Linked DNA regions of Mus musculus: region 2 is linked to region 1. A link is a contact called in public Hi-C data. All regions are on one chromosome and are shown on one strand. Each heading gives the region's core, a stretch centred on a gene start, on an enhancer-like site or on the middle of the called end of the contact. The rest is flanking DNA. Distances are from core to core; before and after follow the strand shown.

Region 1 (2,772 bases), core at 117-2,616:
GCAGTAATTCAGCTGGTATCCCTCCGGCTGCAGGATCCAATCCCGCCACCCCAGCTCCTGGAAGTCTACATAGTGGTCTCGCCTACAACATAAGGGGGTCTCAGGCTCACAGGTGGGAGTCCTCCTCCTGGCCCGACCTGCTCCAGGTTCATTAGCTCGGATCTTAAGTTCCAAGAAGGGACGTTGCTGTCCCGCTGTGTCCAAGAGCAGCCGTGGCAGTCCCGCAGCGGTGCTGTTAAGGTCCAGGGGTCTAAATTCCAGTTGGAGTTTCACGACGCCAGAGTCCTCACTCCGCAAGCCGCTAGAGGGCAGAGTCAGGGCGTGCCAGCCAGAGGAAGTGGTTTGGTGCTCAGCTAGGAAGGTGCGGAATCCTCGGCACCTAGTGGTGCCGCAACGGAAGATCCTCAGGTACAGAGTGCCCGGAAAAGAGGGAGGCACATGCAGCCAGAGGCGGGCATGGTACAGGTGGTGGGACCAAAGAGGGGACAGCTGGAAGGTGAGCATGGAGCGGTAGGTTGAAGTGGATTTGTCTGCTCAGACAAAAACAAAAACAAACAAACAAAAAAGCAAATTAAAACATGAACAAAGCTTCTCTCTGACACTCGGCCACCCTACCCAACCATCCCTCATCTCTCATACAGACCTCTGCAAAGGGCCTGGACGGCCTGTGTCCCCAGCTCTTTCTCTTGCCACACCCCACGCCTCCTGCCTCCCCTGCAGGCCTCTCCTTGTGTCTCCTGTCCCCGGTCTCTCTCCCCTCACCCACCTATGATGGTAGCAAAGCTGATGACTTTCTCTCGGTTGCCAGGGACCATGCTCTTGGGCTGCAGTCTCCGGAGGGCTCTGGTCAGTGCTGCCTGGGGCAGAGGCCGAGTTATTCTGGGACGGCTGGTTAGGTGCAGTCCCTCCAGGATTTGCTGCTTGGCTAGCTCCAGGACCAGAGCGCGTTCTCCTTGGGGTGCCAGTGTTGGGCCCCCACAGGACGGGCACGCAGATCTTGTACTCTGCACCCACACCAATGCCCACAGCAGTATTAGCCAGAGCTGGGCTTTTGGAAGCTTCATGCTCCAGGTAGATGGCTCTGCTTTGAGAACCTCGAATGGGTGGCAGTTTTATGAGTCTGATTTCCCAAAGAGGATACAGAAGCAGCAGCAGCAGCAGCAGCAGCAGCAGCAGCAGCAGCAGCAGCAGCAGCAACAGCAAACCAGTGTCACAGCTACCCTTGACAAAGAGCAGACCAAGCTACTTGTCCTCAATAGCCTAGGACTCAGGAAGACTGAGAGTAGATCGCCTGGTGGGGTAGCTATGTGTGACCCTCACAGTTCATGACTAACTACTGGCAGGGCCTCTTTAGAGCCAGTTGCTTGGGATCCCTCACCTAGCGGTCAACCAGCAGACCTACCCTCTGAACCTTAGGATTGGCCAGCTGCGCTGCCCATCAGGCCCCTGCAGGGGGTGGAGGGCTCCCCCGGGACTCGAGTTTCACCATCTGGGTGTGGTGGCTTGAGGTAGGGGTATGGAGGTGCAACGTGGACATGCATGATGCAAGAAAGAGGATGATTTCACACGGTCAGTTCCCAAGGTCTGGGATTCAGGTGAGGGAGTCCATAGGAGCCAGGTGGGGATGGGCGGTGGCTCCTCAGTATGCCCTGACTGACTTCCGAGCTTGAAAACGGAAACCGTTTTATGAGGCTGTTTCAGTGGGTTAGTTCTCGGGGTTTCCATGTCAGAACAATAATTCTAGCGTTCAAGCCGAGTTAGGTTTTAGAAAGGGTGGTTTAAAAAAAAAATGGAGTCCTCTTGATCAGGCCTAGGTGGCAGTGCCACGGGACATAGAAATTACCTTTTGACCCTGCCTGTGCTGGCTGCCCAGAGTCCACCTGGGGGAGGGCCAGAGCAGGGATGAGGACATCTTCTGTGATGTCTGGGGAAACCCGGCCAGGTGGGCTCGTGGTGATGCAATCTTACAGCAGAGCAGAGTCCGGCAGAGCTGGCAGAAGGGCGAGCGCCTTTGAAGCACCTGTGCCTGGTAACTACTGCCTTTAGGGTACTGTAGGAGTTGGCCAAATCTGAGGCAGCCCAGGAGTGGTGCCAGGCTTCTGGTAATGTAGTTGGAAAATGGAAATTTAAGGGACCTAGGGGACAAAGCCGGAAAAGCCGCCTCAGGTCTTGGTCATCCAGGCTTTGTTTTATTTTTGCTTGTTTGTTTGAAAGATTTATTTATTTTATATATGTGAGTACACTGTCACTGTCTTCAATCAGATACACCAGAAGAGGGCATTGGATGCCATTACAGATGGTTGTGAGCCACAACGTGGTTGCTGGGAATTGAACTCAAGTCCCCTGAAAGAGCAGCCAGTGCTCTTAGCCACTGAGCCATCTCTCCAGCCCCCGACTTTGTTTTTTAATGTGTGCGCATGTGTGTGTGTGTGTACGCGCGTGCTCGTGTGTGTGCATGTGTGTGCTTGTGTGCACGTGTGTGTGCTCGTGTGTGTGCATGTGTAAGCTGGAGCACAGCCCTGTGTGCCATCCCTAGGGACGTCATCCACCTACCTCCTTTGAGACAGGACATCCTTGCTGGTCTGGAACTCACTAATTAGACTACACTGGCTGGCCAGTGAGTCCCAGTGTCTGCAACGCTGGGATTGCATTTCTACCTGGGCTCTGGAGACTCTAATGCAGGTCCATGCGCTTGTAAAGCAATAGCTTTATCTACTGAGTTATCTCCCAACATCTGACCTCCCCCAACCCCATTATAGGCTCTCTTTGTGT
Region 2 (2,700 bases), core at 106-2,605, 400 kb after region 1:
GCCAGGGCCCAGGCGCTGTACGTTTCAAAAGGTGCTAGGAAGAGGCACATGGGCTCGGAGCCATCCAACAGCTGGATGTGCACCACCTCCGGCAGTGGGATAATGGCGGAGAGGACCCAGACGCCTGCGCACACGGCCCTCCGTATTCGGTGCTGGTGGCGCTGCCAGGAGGGAGAGGTGTTGGTGAGGGTGACGTAGCGGTCAATGCTGAGGCACGTCAGGAAGAAGATGCTGCTGTACATGTTGACAAGGTAGAAATAATGAATGAAGCGACAGGAGAAGCTGCCCCAGAGCCAAGTGTACTCCAGCATGACCTCCAGCATCCAAACAGGCAGAGACAGGATGATGCCCAGGTCTGCGATGGCCATGTTGAGGATGTACAGGTTCAGCATCCCCACCCGGCCTGAACGGCGGCAGTTGACACATATCACCAGGACGTTCTCTACTAAGCCTACCACGAAGATGGCCAGGTAGAAGACGAAGAGGACCACGTGTTTGGTGTTCTCGTTGAATTCTATGTGGCAATCGGTAAAGGTCTGGTTGAAGAGGTGGAGCAGCTCTGTCCAGTTGTGGATGTCTCTAAAATCATTGTCCGGTTCCAAGGTGGAGACGGGCCTGGGGCTGGGTATGACTGACATGAGGGCCAACTTGGGTCTGTTGGACAGAAGAGAGGGTTGGAAAAGAAGAAAGAGAGAGAGAGTCCCTGAGAAGGCAGCCTCTGTCTGCCCCCATACCTCCAACTAAAAGGCCTCAGGGGCCTGGGGGAACTCTCTGGCTGAGGGAAGGTGAGAAAAGCATGTTTAGGACTCAGATTATGTCTGCGTTAGTTTGACCCAAGAACAGACATTTTGTAGGAAAATTGGTGTTACTTGTACCCAACAAGGTTTCTTCCCAGCAATTCCAGCTTACTAGCATCCCCAGTGGTCTCTAATTCTGATTCCCTCTTGAGATTTTACTAATTTAGTGCAATCTCCATTAGGGGTTCCTGTTCTGCCTTGCTATTTGGTCATAGGTTTGGGATACACAGACACACAGACAGACACCCACCCACCCCTCACACCTCTGAGCTGCCCCTGGGAAAATCTTTGGATCCCATGGGAAAGCCATTTGTCTCCAGTCCCTGACTGTCATCTTCCCAGGGAGAGTTCAGCACTCACCTGGATTTCTCTTGGGAGCACCTGTCCCGGGGAGCCTGTGGATGGGGCTGTTAGTGCCAGGAGGCTGCAGAGGCAGCTTTGCGGAGCAGGCGCTGCTGCTGGCTCCAGGCAGCTCTGCTTGCCTGCAGGAAGTAGCTGTCACTTGCTGAGGCTCTGTGGGAGAGGGCTGGGGTTTTTCCTGTATCCTCCCAATCCAGTCAAAGGGGACGGACATCCGAGAGACTGACAGTGTGTGTATGTGTCAGGGGTGGGAGTGGGGAGATGGCCAAGCTGCGAGCATTGAAACCCAGACTCAGTAGCCGTACAGATTAGCCTCCTTAAGTCTCGGTTCTTCTCACCTCTGCAAAATGGGGCAACCAAAAAAACAAAAACAAAACAAACAAAAAACCAAAAAACCCAACAACAACAACAACAACAACAAATAAAACAAGATCTCATGGCAAATTTCTTTTTTCTTTGTTTTTATTTTTTTAAAGTTTATTTTATGTGTGTGAGTTTATTTTGCCCACATGTACATACAAGTAACACATTTGTGCCTGGTCACCGAGGAAGTCAGAGGAAGTCTGATCTCTTGCAACTGTAGCTGTGGATGGTTGTGAGCCATCACGTGGGAGCTGGGAACCAAACCCAGGTCCTCCGCAAGAGCAACAAGTGCTCTTAACTGTCTCTCCAGCCCCCGGGGCCAATTTCTTATATGAATACAGAAATGCATGCTTTCATTTCTCTTGATGGCTTAGAGTCTCTCTCCCGTGTGTGTCTGCAGTGACAAGGACAAAACCACACTGCAGTCACTCCGGGCTTCAATGTGTCCCCTTTCATGGTTACAACCCCCTGCCCCACCCCCACCCCCAGAACTTCCATTTTGGAATCAAAGGTCTGCTGATGTGGGGAGCTTCTCAACATGTTGGGGCCCAGAGTTCGGCTGTTTTACACCAGGCACATGGCACACGGCTGACCGTCTGGACCTGAATCTGCATTTGGTAGGATGTACAGACAAGGGTGTGCCAACTGCAAGGGATTAAAGATATGACTGAGATCCTCATAACAATATTAGCCATTTTAAAGATTTCCTATTTGTTTGTTTGCTTGTTTGTTTGTTTTTTGTGTGTGTATGAATGTGTAAGTGTGTGTTGTGTATGCCTTGTGTATGCTAAGAGTCCAGAAGAGGGTGTTAGATCCCTGGAGCCAGAGTTACAGGCAGTTGTGAGTCACTCCATACGGGTATTGGAAACCAAATTCAGGTCCTCTGAAAGAGCAGCAAATGTTCCTAGATGCTTAGCCATCTCTCCAGCCCCCAAATTCTCTGAACAGCTCAATGGCATTTCAGCACATGTTGTGCAGGCTAGCTGACGCAAACTAGCCTCAACAGAGAAAATGCCTCCATAAGATCTGGTTCTAAGACATTTTCTGAATTAGTGACCAGTGGGGAAGGACTCAGCCCATGGTGGGTGGGTGGTGCCATCCCCAGGCTGGTGGTCCTGAGTTCTATAAGAAAGCAGGCTGAGCAAGTCCTGATGAACAAGCCAGGAAGCAGCGCCCCTCC

The links. A called contact is a pair of places that touch in the nucleus more often than the background predicts.
Region 2: a Hi-C map of liver shows a contact between it and region 1, with 2.4 times the contacts expected there. The contact joins the promoter of Gpr182 here to the promoter of Inhbe in region 1. A contact is called at or near these places in 2 of 39 promoter capture datasets (both in liver) and 1 of 484 Hi-C or Micro-C datasets (liver).

Annotation. Positions count from the first base shown.
Region 1 is chr10:127,350,482-127,353,253 of GRCm38.p6, forward strand. It overlaps Inhbe (inhibin beta-E), which reads right to left and starts at 1,367. Exons shown (of 2, transcript NM_008382.3): 1 at 767-1,367; 2 at 1-530. The coding sequence starts at 1,064.
Region 2 is chr10:127,750,443-127,753,142 of GRCm38.p6, forward strand. It overlaps Gpr182 (G protein-coupled receptor 182), which reads right to left and starts at 1,356. Exons shown (of 2, transcript NM_007412.2): 1 at 1,158-1,356; 2 at 1-654. The coding sequence starts at 638.